5 separate regions of the Rattus norvegicus genome follow, and regions 2, 3, 4 and 5 are each linked to region 1. A link is a contact called in public Hi-C data. All regions are on one chromosome and are shown on one strand. Each heading gives the region's core, a stretch centred on a gene start, on an enhancer-like site or on the middle of the called end of the contact. The rest is flanking DNA. Distances are from core to core; before and after follow the strand shown. Region 1 holds the start of Serpina3n (serine (or cysteine) peptidase inhibitor, clade A, member 3N). Region 2 overlaps Serpina1 (serpin family A member 1). Region 3 holds the start of Serpina11 (serpin family A member 11). Region 4 overlaps Serpina12 (serpin family A member 12). Region 5 holds the start of Serpina4 (serpin family A member 4).

Region 1 (2,844 bases), core at 145-2,644:
CCACCATGTGCTTGCTGGGATTTGAACTCAGGATGTCTGGAAGAGCAGCCAGTGTTCTTAACCACTGAGCCATCTCTCTAGCCCCAAGAAGAGTTCTTGAATGCTGCTCCAAAGCAGCAGAGTGAGGGGTATCATTGTATAAGGTCATCTACATACTGGTTTAAGCTGCTGGGGGACAGGTTGGGAGAAAGGAGGTCAGTGGCCAGAGCCTGGTTGAAGTAATGGGAACTAAGACAGATCCCCTAGGGCAGATAGTCCAAGTAAGTTGAGGTGCTGTCATCTGGGTGTAAAGGGAAAAGGAGAGGAAGAGTGTGAGAAAGTCAAGTATGAGGGTTAGGCACTACTGGGGGATAGGCAGTTGCTGCACTGATGATGCTGAAGTTCTTAGCATGGGATAGGCAGGTGCTGTGCTGATGATACTGAGGTCCTGAGCATGGGATAGGAAGGATGCTGTGTTGATGATGCTGAGGTCCTGAGCATGGGCAGTAAAAGCCATCAGGCTTTGGGATGGGCAAGGCAGAGGTGATACAGGGCTAAAAGAGTATGCTGGAGAGCACCTTTATTAATCAGGTACTGTCTGCAAGGTTTTAAGTCTTGTGCAGAGTGATACATGAGTAAAAGTAGGGTCCTAGAGTAGAGTGTTAATGGGAGTGCTGATGAGAACCCTCTGAAAGAGAAAAGGTGTCCTGTACTTTGGGATCAATGAGGGTGTGCGGAAGAGAACACATTAAAGCATCAGTAGGAGTCAGTAGACAAAGAGGCTCTTCAGGGTTTAGGAGAAGAAGAATACTGGAAGGAGCTGGATGCATGTAAGAAGTGTAAGAGAAAAGAAAAGCATGACTGGCCATGATGTTCCTGCCCAACAGAGAGGTTTGGGAATGAGGCATAGAGGGAAGAGCAAGTCTCTATTTAGCATACAGTCATTCCTGACAGGACAGATATAGATGTAGACAGGTTCTGTCAGCACCACGTGTGTGTTTATTACCATGGACATTTCCATAGAGTAACTGGAAGGATGGGCGTAGAGAGTCGCTCTATTCCTTCCAAAATGACTTAGAGGCTCCAGGATGAATGTTAGCTGCAGCCCTCCCTAAAGACAAGTATAGCAGAGGTCCTACACTCTCCCTTTACTTCTGACTTCCCCCCACACACACTTTCCACATTGACTCTGAACCATTTGGTAAACCAAAGACATGCCCAGGAGATCGGTAGGCTTGTGTAGAGCAGAGATGGGAATTTTCCCATCAGAAAGTAGGGACTATGAGTCCATGTTCCCAGAAATCATCCCGTCTGCCCATTTCCAGTCTAAACACAGAGCACAGCTTGTCCATGCCAGCATTTCCTAAGAGGAGGGAGGAGCCCTTGGTGGGGTTAAATAGGCATCCCTGTGCACTGGGGATAACAACACACCAGGGAAGTGGCAACCCTGAACATCAGGAGTCAGCAATCACAGAGGCTGGCAGCTGGCTGGTATCGGCTCTGCAGGTAATGCCCACGATTCCTGCCTCCTGGAGCAGAAGGAACCTTCCCAGGCCTGTGTGGTACTGGCTATGGTCTGCAACCTATGTTTGTGGGGGTGGAGCAAGAGCTTTGGCTGAGATACTAGGTTAGAAGCAGGGAACATTTCTGGGGTTCATGAAATTTCCTCTCTGGTTTGTTGCTCTTGCCTATGGAAGATGCAGATGCTGTGGTCTGTGCTCATGGAGAGTAAATGGAGCCTGCACCTCTGACTCCACAGGTGGAGTTTTGAGAGCTTGCTAGCTTGCCTACTGCTGCCATTGCTAGGGTGACACAGGACTGTTGCAGAGTCACGCCGGGGGAGGTGGCAGCTCTGCTGTGATCACATCACAGAAGACATGCCTGGGGAGTGGGATCCCACTTCCCTCCTAGATCCCAGATGCCATGGTCACGCTCAGGGGCTTCACCCTCAACAGGGGAAGCAAAGAAGGCTCATGCACTGAGTCACGTCTCCTGCTGTACAAACCCAGCAGCCTCTTTACTCCGGAAATAATTTTGGCACAAAATGTTGTTTAGTACTTTTCCAAAGAAATGTTTGCATGAGTCTGAAAGCAAAACCAGCCAAGTTGCTGAGGTCCCTGGCTCGTCTGCAGGCATGTCACGGCTATTTGCACGAGTGGCTTAGCACCAGCACACCCTCCTCTTGTAAATCCTTCTTCTCTCCACTCCATCTTCCCTTAGCTCCATCCTCCTCTCCCTGATCCCCTTCCTCCTATCTCCCCACCCCACTTTCTTCCACTTTATCACTCCCTTCCTTCTCCAAATGCCTGTTCTCCCCTTTCTCTTCTTCCTCTGCCTCCTGTTCATTTACTGTTCACCTTCACCTTTGGACATCTGTACAAGTGGCCAGAGGCTAAAGGTACACAATCTTGTTTACCAGGATCGTAATAGCCCATTACGATGCCTGTGACCCCCACATCAGGTGTATAGAAAGGAGATGGACCCCTACACATTCCCTACAACCACCCAATGCCCACAATAAGCCAACCACTTACCCATAATGTAACCTGGACCCCTCACCAAGCTACACAGAGAGGTCCACCCATTTGCTTGCTATCACACAGACATCCTGACAGCCAACATGAAATCTGGTCCAGGTGTGAGAAATTGATACCTGTCCTTCTTCCCACCAGAAGGCCTTCCAAGCCTGAGGTATAAAGCACCATGTGGTGGCCTGGTATGGCTGAGAGAACCTTCCCCTACTAATCCTACTGATACCCATTCACACTACACTGGATATCTCCAGTGTTTCTACTCAATTGGCATCCACACTCGCAGAAATGTACCCTGATTCAGGCCATGGTTTTGAGATTTTTGCAGACTTGT
Region 2 (2,844 bases), core at 173-2,672, 440 kb before region 1:
GTGTCCTGTTCTCAGTTTGGTGGTTTGCTGCTAGCATTGACCTCTGTATTGGACATGCTCTGGATGTGTCTCTCAGGAGAGATCTATATCCAGTCCCTTTCCACATGCATTTTTTAGATTCATCAGTCTTATCTAGTTTTGGTGACTGTATATATATGGGCCACGTGTGGGGCAGGCTCTGAATGGCCGTTCCTTGAATCACTGCTTCCATATCCCCTCCTATGGATATTTTTCCCCCTTTAAGAAGGAGTGGGAGTATACACATTTTTGTCATCCTTCTTCTTGAGCTTCCTGTGGTCTGTGGATTGTATCTTGGGTAATTCGAGCTTTTTGGATAATATCCACTTATCATACGAAGTGTGTTTTTCTGTGATTGGGTTACCTTACTCAGGATGATATTTTCTAGTTCATTCCATTTGCTTATGAATTTCATGAAATCATTGTTTTTAATAGCTGAGTAGTATCTACATTGTGTAGATGTACCACATTTTTTGAATCCATTCCTCTGTTGAAGGGCATCTGAGCTCTTTCTAGCTTCTGGCTATTATAAATAAGGCTGCTATGAACATAGTGGAGCATGTGTCTTTGTTCTATGTTGAAGCATCATTTGGGTATATGCCCAAGAGAGGTATAGCTGGGTCCTCAGGTAGTGGAGTGTCCAATTTTCTGAGGAACCTCCAGACTGATTTCCAGAATGGTTGTACCAGTATGCAACCCCACCAACAATGGAGGAGTGTTCCTCTTTCTCCATATCCTCACCAGCCTCTTCTGTCACCTGGGTTTTTGATCTTAGCCATTCTGACTGCTGTGAGGTGGGATATCAGGGTTGTTTTGATTTGCATTTCCCTGATGACTAAGAAAGTTGGACATTTCTTTAGGTGCTTTTTGGGCCATTCGATAATCCTCAGCTGAGAATGTTTTGTTTAGCTCTGTACCCCATTTTTGATAGGGTTATTTGTCTCTCTGGAGTCTAACTTCTTGAGTTCTTTGTATATTTTGGATATTAGCCCTCTATCAGATGTAGGGTTGGTAAATATCCTTTCCCAATCTGAGTTTACAGTTTTAAAGGGACTAAACCTATTACAGCTTCCTTCTTGGTGGTTGATTTGTCATTTTGCCCAACAGGAAATCTTTAGGTGGGGTGTGTGTGTGTGTGTGTGTGTGTGTGTGTGTGTGTGTGTGTGCGCGCACGCACTCGGGTGTTCAGGGCTGTCTGTCTTGTTTTTGAACACAACTTACATTCTGGATGCTGTGTACTACGGCTATGACACCAGCTCAAGCCCTATGTTCATTTTCTCCAGAGATGGATGGTTTGATGATACCCCTGTGGAGATAAGGTGAACCTCTTGTAGGACAGGGCATGCAGGACTTGCTCTAGAGAGGCCAAGGGACAGCCACTGGGTGTCTGGGGCTTGTTGTGCACCAACACCGGCTTTGCGGGGGTGGCTCAAACAACATAGGCCTCGATTCTTAGAACTTGCCCAACTCAGACCTTGGCTTGAAAAAGTTCCATTGATTGAACTTATTGACTTGCTGGTGTTGACCTTGAACATTTCTGTTTGTTCCATTTCACCAGGTCCCTCCCTGCTGTCATTTTACCACACAGATCCTCAGATGGACTCCAAGATGAGGTATCACTTATTGAATCATGATCACCACTTATGGGGCCCTGTCTGCCAGGCCTTGTCCTGAAAGGTCCCAGGCGGAGGACAATGTTCCTACCTCCTGAGAAACAAAAATCAGAAATGCACTCAAAACGAGGCACAGACGTTGTCACAGGGGCGCTGGATGGGGGAACTTGTCAGAGGTCACAGACTGTGTGTAGAAGCTGGGTTGCTGCTTGTCAAGAATCAAAGACGCCTTTCTAAGAGAAAAGAGAGTTCTCAAGGGAAAGCAGGAAGTCGGGCAAGCTGAGCTGTCATAAGTAAACAGCGCAGGTGCATTTGGCTCGAGCGTCCGGGTGTAGAGGCTTACTGGCCAAACTAGTATTTCTCAAACCTTAGCAAGTATAGTTTAAGAAAATTGACCTTCTGGTAGAGTCAGTTCTGGGTAAGATGCTTTGCCATTCTGCAGCAGGGCAGAACCTGGTGGGGGTGGGTAAGTGAAGGGAATGATGCAATCCACCCCCACCACTATGTCTCTGTTCTCACAGCTCTGCCTGTTCTGACCTCCAGAACATGCTGTGACGGGCTGGCTGGCTGACCATTCTGCTGCCATTTTGGTTTTCTTATGGTACACCTTTCAGGACAAATGGGGAGACAGCTGATAGTACATGCCCACCTACCTCTTTTTCTCCATCTTGTCTGCATCCATAGCCTCTGTCCATATCTGCTATCATCACGGTGACTGACAACTGTAGAGCACGTGGCACAGGACACGTGCCCTTCTGAGTACCGCCTGGATGCTGGCCCTCACAGGTCCATTCTTTTCTGATTTCTACCTTGAAGATGAGGCAGGGAAGATTTACTGGAGTCCAGCACCTAGCCTTAGGTCATCACAAGGCTGGTACGGAACAGGAAAAAAAAAGTGTAACCTGATACATGCCTGAAAAGTGGTGACGTGAGTCACTTGGCTCTCGACTGTAAGCTGATTTAGAGTATCACGAGGCCTTGGTTTTGTGCTAAGCAAAGAATAGGCTCTCTGCATAACTGAGGGAATGAGTTAGAGGGAAGAAATATAGTTTTTCTCTTATTCGGTGGTTAAGATTGGCACCTCTTCTGCTAGAATGAGAACATTTGGGATGTTAGATGTTTGTCTGGGGCACACTCTTGGTTACTCTACAATAGCAGGGGAGGGAGAGCAAGAACTCATTTCACTAAAGGCTTTAATCATTCAACAAAATCT
Region 3 (2,844 bases), core at 238-2,737, 410 kb before region 1:
CTGGACCCTGATACCCTCCTGATCCCTTCAAACCAACCTCTCTACCTTTTAATTATACAGCGGCTACACGCTGGTTTTTCTAGTTTGTCCTGAAAGCATCCACAACGTGATCAACACCTTCTGTGCATTTTGCCCATGTGTTGGCCTTTGGCTCTGTGTGACCTGCTGGAGTGAAGGGAGGGGAGAGGCAGATGGAACTCTGCTCCCTGGTGCCCAACCAGATTACAGGCGCCACCTGCTGGCTAAAGTAAGGCTGGTATCAACTAAAGTCACATCCTCCCTCCAGCACCGGCTCCACGTAAGGGGCTTAAGGAGAGTTTTGTGTGCTTGAGACTTTCCTTACATTAAAAAAAAAAAAAGAGGAAGATGTTGAATAATTGGTCCGCCCTGGTAAAGTAAGGACAGAAAATGTGAGGGCGCTATTTGTGGTCATTGATCTTAGCACCCTTCCTGACCCCAAGGTGATTCGCAGAAGGATGTGTTTTCCAAGGAAGACTGAACTGTAGCTAGGGGATCCTGGCTTGAACTAGGACACTGCAGTTACTTGCTGTGTGAACTGTCTCTGCAATTCAGGGCCTCCTTCTGCAAAGTCCAAATGGCAATGCTACTACCCCTTCTCGGGATTTATGAAGTCCATCTTGCAGAGCACCAGCTCATGAGAAATACAGTCCAGAAGATTTTGTCCCGTTTCTACCGAGAATGGGTGCACTGGAAATTTAAGTGCGCTTAACTCTGCTCCCAGGCAGATTCTCAGAGAAAATGCAGAATCCTGTTCCTGAGTTATAACCTTCTTGTTTCTAAGTGTTTGTTTAAGTGCCGGGGACATCGGGCACATTGCATCATTGCTGCACACCGAGGTATTTACAAATGTGTGGGGAGGGCATAGGTGAGCATAGCATTCTGGGTAATCAATGATTATATTACTGCTGCTTCCTGCCTGCCACTCAAACATCTGGAAGCTATTGAAATGCCAAGAGTCACAGTCTTCCTCGTCTTTCTGTTTAAACAAATGCTCCTGAGACCCTCAAGTCACAGACACCCTTAGACCAGTTGTGTGCACAGGGAAATTAGAATTGGCGAGGCTCAGTGCCAGACCTGGGCTTCTGTGCAGAGGCTTGTTGCCATAACTGAGTTTCTGATAAAGTTGCTACTTAGCTTCTAGCTGGTTTTATGCTGGCAGTTCATAGGTCAAGATTCCTTATGGCTGAATTTTCCAGAGACGATTCCTGAAAACCTGAAGCTCTAGCTTCAAGATTCAGAAGCAGGACTTGCTGCCCCTGTTTCTACCTCTAAAGCTGGTGGTAGGTAGGATATATATTAAACAGACAGACAGACAGACAGACAGATAATGGCCCACCTTCATTTTGGGTACAGGGCATACTCACAGAGAAGCCACCCAGGTGGGCCCAGCTCCACAGTCTCGTACGGCCTCCTGCTCACAGGATCATAGTGTTTGAACACCACAGCAGCCTGGTCGATACTTGTCAGGTTGATTCCTGGAACTGACAGGAAGGCAAATAGGACAAATGGGACATTTTTTTCCAAGAGTGTGACCTGGCTGCTGGTCCCACAAACAAGCAAGCGACTTGTGTTTCACAGCCCCATTCTGTCTGCGGGTGTTGTGACATTGGTGGTGATGGGGTTTGGGGAGTGTTGGAGATGCTGACATGTGAATGGAGGCTTTGTAGGAGTCAGCAACCCTAGCTGTGAGACCTCGAGGAAAGTGTGGCCACCCATACTTCACAGAGAGAAGCATCATGCCAGGTGGCTTGCCTGCGAGTCACTCTGGGCTGTTGCCACCATGCCACCAAGCACCCCATCACTTTCCAGACACTTTTCATAAGTATAATCTGCGAGAGTGGAGAAGGTGCTGGAACGAAGGTTGGTGAGTGTTGAAAGACTAGGTAGTGGGCACTGGAGCTATGGTTCAGAGGTAGAAAGAAAGCACGAACTGCTTTATCAAAGGATCGGAGTTCTGTTCCCAGCACTCACATCTGCCTGTGACTCCAGCTCCAGGAGATCTGGCATCCTTCTCTGGACTCTCAGAGGACTTGTATTCACGTTAACACAGACACAAAAACACACACACACAGTCACAGCCACATACGTACACACATGTGTGTTCACACAGTCATATACATGTGCACACACATACATACACGTGTACACACTCAGACATTCAAACACATTTTCACATATACACACACATAGCCACATACATGTACACACATGTGTGTCCACATGCAGTCACATACATGTGCACACACATACACACGTGTGTGATCGAGCACACACATATGTACACATACATTCACACAGACTCTCCAACACATACTCACATACACACACATAGTCACACACATGTACGCACATGTGTGTCCATACACAGTCACATACATGTGCATACACACACACACACACACACCTACCTGATGCTAAGGTTTATTTTGTTTAAGAGACTGTTGCTCCCTGATGGGACAGAGGTGACTTTGTATTTTTGTTGGTGAGTGTCTGTGGGTGGGGGATGCTGCGTTCATGTGGAAGGCAGAGGGCAGACCCAGAGGAGTCATTCTTCAGAAGCTATCATCCACCTGATGATGAGGCAGGGTCTCACACTGGGCCCTGGGGTTCACGGATTGGACGATGCTGGCTGCCTATGGAGCCCCAGGGATCCACCCGTGTCTGCCTCCCCAATGAGATTGCAAGCCCATGTCACCACATCTAGCATTGTATGTGCATGCTGGGAATCTAAGACGTGTCCTCAGGTCACAGGGCCACACCCTACTAACTCAGCGACACTCTCCAGCCCCTTTGTAAGCCTTTTTTATCTCGATGAGAATAACT
Region 4 (2,844 bases), core at 242-2,741, 370 kb before region 1:
CATCGTTACTTCTGGCTCTCATAACTTGATACTGTTCGTAGGCCTGATAATCACCAAACTTGCCTTTCTACTTCTTTATTCTTTCAAGAAATAGTTTTTAAGAACATAACGTATATCTGGGGATGGACAGGAAAAGCCCTTGCATTTGACTTGTGTTCCTGCTGGAAGACAGACCAATGCTAAGAAAACCATAGCACTGCACGCCCACAGGTACCGGTAGTGTGTAAGGGGACAGTAAGTATGAACAGCAGCAACAACAAAACAGGTCAACTTGCAGGAATGAGGATTGATGGGGGTCAGATAAGAGGTTTGGGACAAGCCTGAGCAAGGAAGGGAGCTGGACAAGCTGGAATTTCTCCCTGAGTCAATAGGGAGCCATGGTCAGTTTCCAGATGAGCAGAGGCTTGCCCTGGTCTTGATGAAGATTCTGAAGGATGGCTCTGTTGTTCTGCTTAAAATATACCCTTAGCATTTGACACTTGGGACAGCCATGGTTGCTAGGTGATGGGCAGTCGGTATGGGAATCTCAGAGATGTAGGAAAGAGGCCGAGTCCCAATTTGTTTCAGTGTGGGGTTAACAGAGCTTCCTGACACGTGTAGGAGTAGTTGGGAGAAATGGATCAACTATGAACCAGTGGATGGAGTTTGGTTTAACAGAGAGTGGAATTGCCAGACAATCTCTCTCTCTCTCTCTCTCTCTCTCTCTCTCTCTCTCTCTCTCTCTCTCTCTGTGTGTGTGTGTGTGTGTCTGTGTGTGTGTGTGTGTGCGCACACACACACACACACACAGACACACAGACACACACACACACACACACACACACACACACACACACACACACACACACACACACTGAGCACCTAGAGACTATGATCCCATCAGATGTTTGAGGATATCCTGAGTTAAAAGGAAAAGGACTCTGGCATTCAGGGGAGAACACTGGGGCTGAAGACAGGAACAGTGTCATGGTTGACATGATATTGAAGGCTTTCTGCCTGTGGTAGTCACTAGATGGTAAATCTAGAGAGCAAAGGGCTCTAGACTGAGCCCCATGGCACTGAGCTCTAACACAGGGACGGGGGAAGAGAGCCAGCGAAGGAGAGAGGCCAGACAAGCTCCAGATGAGCTCCAGATAAGTTCCAGGAGAAGGTATGGCTGGCTTGTGGGAAAACAGCATCCAGATGATAACCCTGGCCTCTGCACCATGGCCCCTCAGTCGCCATGGTCTCTGAGAAGAGAACAGTGCAAACATCTGATCAAGTGAGTTTGAGGTAGAAGGCAGGGCAGGGAGTAGAGGCAAGTGTTTCACAGCACTCACCAGTGGAGGGGACCAAGGGAACTGAGTCACTGAGAATGGTTAATGACATCAGGAGTTTCCTCCAGGCACACAGGCCTACCAGCACGGGGTCGGGGTGCGGGGCACTGCATGCCTGATGACTGCTGTGGATTAGTCCCTACAGTGTGCTGTCTGTTGTCCTACGCTCAGTGAGAGGACTGAATGACAGGAAATGTTATAGTGTCCTGGTTGCTGGCGATGGCTCCAAAGAGAGCACAGATACTGCTGATGTCAGGAAGCAAAGAGCAAAGTCCTAGAGGGATGTCCCTGAACAATGAAAGGACACAGTGTCTGTGTACAAAACTTCAGCTCTTATCAATGAGCTCTTGTCAATACAGGGCATGGCAACAGATGAACAGATACAGAAAATGAATATATATCAATATATCTATATCTATCCATATCTATCTATCTATCTATCTATCTATCTATCTATCTATCTATCTATCTACCTACCTACCTACATCTATCTATCTATCTATCTATCTATCTATCTATCTATCTATCTATCTATCTATCTATCGGAATTTTACTTAGCTTTAGAGAGTACCACATTTGCATGAAAATGGAGGTCATGTTAAGTGAACGAAGCCAGACTCAGAAAGGCAAGAATGTAAACCAAGTACAGTGATGTGTGCCTGTAACCCCAGTACTCAGACTGCACAGGCAGGAGGGTCGGGAGATCAGTGTCATCCTTGGCTACATGGGGAGTTCACGGCTAGCCTGGGTTACAGGGTACTCTGTCAAAACAAACAGAAACAGAGAATGGAGGAGGAAAAATTCACACATTTAGTGTTTTCATTTGTATGTGGATATAGACTTAAATATGTAAGTATATCCGTGTGTGTGTGTGTGTGTGTGTGTGTGTGTGTGTGTGTGTGTGTATGTGAAATGGAAGAGGACCAATGAAGACTGGGTTCAAAGAGAGCAGAAGGGAGCATAAGAGAGAGTAATGGGAACAAGAAAAACAAAACAGCAAGTTTTCTTTCAAGTATGGACTCTAGATTCACACAGACACATGCGTATAATGCATGTGTGACATGATACCATGGCACGATGTGGGGAAGAAGGAACCAGTCCACACATAGACACACATATGTATGTGTGTTGTGTGTGTACGTGTGTATACACATATATACATACATACATATATACATACAACACACAGATGCATGTATACACATATACGTGTATGTATACACACAGATTTGTATTCATATGAAAATATCATCATGAAACCCATTGTCTTGCATGCTGACTAAAAAATTAGTTTAAATTTTCCAAATGAAATTTTACATCTAAAACTAAAACATAAAAAAGCAGTATTTTAGACCAAACATTAAAAATAAAACCTATTTCCACATCATCCACTTTATAGACTTTACTTTTAAACTTGAAAAAAAAATCCCTCTGGCTACTGCAGGACTGATGGCCTCCAATCCATTCATTCAGTGAGGCAGGGAACCAAAGGTAGGCATGGGCCCTTGTGGCTGGTTGAGGGAAAGGA
Region 5 (2,844 bases), core at 241-2,740, 320 kb before region 1:
ACATGGCTATGATACCAATACTCAGGAGGCTGAAGCAGGAGAACTTACAAGAGTACTAGGTTAGCCTGGACTACATCATATTATGCCAGAAAGGACTATATACATAGCAAGACCCTGTCTCAAAAGGCTAAAGGGTAGTAGTAGGGGTAAAATGTCATCAAACAGTCAGACCCAATACATGCCTCAGAAATGCCCAGAGGTCTCTTGAAACTGCTTAAAAGGATCACACCCCAAATAGTTCGACCTTTGTGCATTTGGGGGTAAAAAAATGTGTGACCTGCCTTGAGTAAACCAATGACTACGTGACTTATACTCACTGGGCACTTAATGGTGTCATACTAGCCTCTATTTGAAACACTTGAAGAATGTGGGTTTCTCGAGCTCTCATGGCAATTCCCCCTGTGAGATGGGGGAATTATTATTCATGGTTTAGGTAGGAGGAAACCAAAGCACAGTGATATCTTAACCAGCAGGGAGCCCAGTTTCTACCCTGGCTCTTCCTCGCTGCTAAGACCAAGGGGGAAAGACACCCCAGGAGCCAGCAATGTGAGAACACCCCATGTTCTCATGACAATCTATCAATGAGCTAGATGTGCCTAAATGACAACTGAGGACCAAGACAGAAAGAGTGGGGTGCGGCAAAGCTTAAATGAAGTCCTGTATCTCAAAGATGGCAGAGACTGTCTGAATTCAATCCCTGACCTCTGTCTTAGCACATCAGAGGCAGATGCCAAGAACCAAAGGGTAGCCAGTCATCCTGAAACACCGAGGTCTTTCTCCATGGCTCTTCCCCCAAAAAGCCTGAATAACAGTGGCCCCAGAAGGTCTGCTTCATGCAGATGCTTGCCTGCTTCTCCTGAAGAGAAGTAGTCTAATTCCACAGTTAAAGATTTGAGTTCCTGGACCAGCAGGCTAGTTCTACCCCACTCCACCCTTGTGCTTAATGTACTGACTTTAGGGACCCGTAGGTCACATCTTGGGAGGTCTAGCTTCAGAAATCACAGAGTTTAGGCTGGAAACTAGAGGTCCTGAGCAGGCTCTCAAGTTCACTCGGTAGCATCTGGACTGTGAGAACTAGCTCTCTCCAGTTGTATATACCCTCAGCCCCTTGCAGTGACAATCTGAAAATGTTCTCACTTGACGCGCAAAGGCAGCAATGCCTTTGATCTACTGTGATCCTTTGAGGTGGGAGTAAGATCTGGAGCCCAGAAATGGTTTATGTTCGCAAAGCACATGGGAGGCCAGGTGAAGACCAGATCCTCTAAAGGTCTTTCCCAGGAAATCCTCCACACATTATGCAAGCACAAGCAAACAAACCATCCCAGATTCCCCTGGGAGGGTAGAAGAGTGTTGTCCTGGGGGAGGCAGGCTCACTTCCGGTGAGGAATCTGTGCTAGTCCCATGGTTCTGTTTGTTAATCATTAGTTGATCTGGAGTGGGGCATCAGAGGAATCCAATTTTCTGAGCTCCACAAGCCACTCTGCAGCTCAGATAGTCACCAGGGTCACTACAGGAGGAATTGTTCCGTGAGTAACCCAGGGGAAGGGAGAACAATGTCAAAAGAGAGTGACTTGCAATTCTGATTAGCCCAAGACCAAAAGCTCTTCCTGGGTCACTTGACTTTAGAGCTAAACCTGGAGGGGAGTCTGGGGTCAACTGGACATCTGGTCACCCTCCCTACATGTTAGAAATGCTGAGACTGGGTTGAAACTGTGATGTACCTGTGCTCAATGCCCTTGCTCCCTCGCTAGGCCACTGCACTCAAGCCCCTCACGCTTCCACACAGCTAGCTCTGGGCAGCGTCTGCTGAATCTAGATATTCCAATGCTCCAGGCAGGTGCTGTTGACACAGTGGAAGTTGGAGGCTGGGAGGAGGGGCAGTCTGAGTAATTCACTTGAAGCCACAGAAAGGAGTGTGTATTGGAGGCTGAATTTCAGAAGATATTTAGGGACAGGAGAGTCTGGGAAGCCAGGTACGTTATCAAATTCTCTTTTCCATGAAGTAAAACTGGGCAGAGCTACTATTGTGATTGTGTTCAAAGTCAGCAAAGGACAGTTCAAGTGTCAAATGTGACCCACACTCCAAGTGAGGGGTATGAGATGTAGAATACCAGCACAGAGGTTATCGTTTGAAAATAGAAGTTAAATATACATGCATGAATTATAAATCATTGAACCATGTTGATGAAAGTGGTGACCCAAGACTGTCATCCCTGCTATGAACAGAAAGCCATCTTCAGTGCCTCCTGGTGCTAAAGAGTTAGTTCCCCAGACAATTGAGGGAGATGGTATCTCAAGACAAGTGGGAAGCCAGGTGGGTCTTTATTAAACCTACCACCCTGTGTTCTCAAACTGTGCAACAAACGTACCATTAAAGTCAAGGGTACGAGGGGTGGAGAGATGGCTCAGTAGCCAAGAGCACTAACTGTTCTTATAGAGGAACTGGGTTCCGTTCCTAGCACCTACACTAGGTATCCCACCTGTAACTCTAGTTCTGGGTGATACAACACCCTTTTGCCTTTTATGGGCACGTAAATGTGGGTGCACATGCATGCATGCAAACAGACACACACATCTAAAAATAAGTAAAAATTTTTAAGTGGAGAAATGGCTGACGATGTTAGAGGTAAAACTCGGCAGCATTTTCATAAGATACATGAGGCTCAGCGTTCATTTCCTAGTAGAAGAGAAGAGAAAAACAGACAGGGTTTTGTGACACTCTAAGGTTATTTGAATTTTAGACTGCAGGACCCATGCCTAGAGTTTTGTTTAAAATGCTTGCATTGTCCACAGTTGCTTTCCAATGCCTAGGGTAGAGCGAGTCATGGCAGAGAAACTCAGGAT

What was found. A called contact is a pair of places that touch in the nucleus more often than the background predicts.
Region 2: a Hi-C map of liver shows a contact between it and region 1, with 5 times the contacts expected there. The contact joins the enhancer-like site here to the promoter of Serpina3n in region 1. A contact is called at or near these places in 2 of 12 Hi-C or Micro-C datasets (hepatocytes and liver).
Region 3: a Hi-C map of the A7r5 cell line shows a contact between it and region 1, with 3 times the contacts expected there. The contact joins the promoter of Serpina11 here to the promoter of Serpina3n in region 1. A contact is called at or near these places in 7 of 12 Hi-C or Micro-C datasets (the A7r5 cell line, Schwann cells, frontal cortex and 3 more).
Region 4: a Hi-C map of liver shows a contact between it and region 1, with 3 times the contacts expected there. The contact joins the enhancer-like site here to the promoter of Serpina3n in region 1. A contact is called at or near these places in 2 of 12 Hi-C or Micro-C datasets (kidney and liver).
Region 5: a contact with region 1 is called in a Hi-C map of liver, with 3 times the contacts expected there. The contact joins the promoter of Serpina4 here to the promoter of Serpina3n in region 1. A contact is called at or near these places in 10 of 12 Hi-C or Micro-C datasets (the A7r5 cell line, the Rat2 cell line, Schwann cells and 6 more).

The regions. Positions count from the first base shown.
Region 1 is chr6:129,086,998-129,089,841 of GRCr8, forward strand. Serpina3n (serine (or cysteine) peptidase inhibitor, clade A, member 3N) reads left to right here and starts at 1,395. Exons shown (of 5, transcript NM_031531.3): 1 at 1,395-1,485.
Region 2 is chr6:128,645,954-128,648,797 of GRCr8, forward strand. The region is part of intron 2 of Serpina1 (serpin family A member 1); the gene reads right to left. Among named protein-coding and RNA genes, the nearest start is that of Serpina1, 5.7 kb to the right of the region's middle. Within about 2 kb of position 1,423, at least 4 of the 93 cell types and tissues checked have an H3K27ac peak or open chromatin away from gene starts, as enhancers often do. A contact at or near this core is called in hepatocytes and liver, where this site is marked.
Region 3 is chr6:128,675,967-128,678,810 of GRCr8, forward strand. Serpina11 (serpin family A member 11) reads right to left here and starts at 1,488. Exons shown (of 5, transcript NM_001166352.1): 1 at 1,386-1,488.
Region 4 is chr6:128,719,555-128,722,398 of GRCr8, forward strand. All of the region lies in intron 3 of Serpina12 (serpin family A member 12), which reads right to left. Among named protein-coding and RNA genes, the nearest start is that of Serpina12, 11 kb to the right of the region's middle. Within about 2 kb of position 1,492, at least 2 of the 93 cell types and tissues checked have an H3K27ac peak or open chromatin away from gene starts, as enhancers often do. A contact at or near this core is called in liver, where this site is marked.
Region 5 is chr6:128,763,292-128,766,135 of GRCr8, forward strand. Serpina4 (serpin family A member 4) reads left to right here and starts at 1,491. Exons shown (of 5, transcript NM_145097.2): 1 at 1,491-1,526.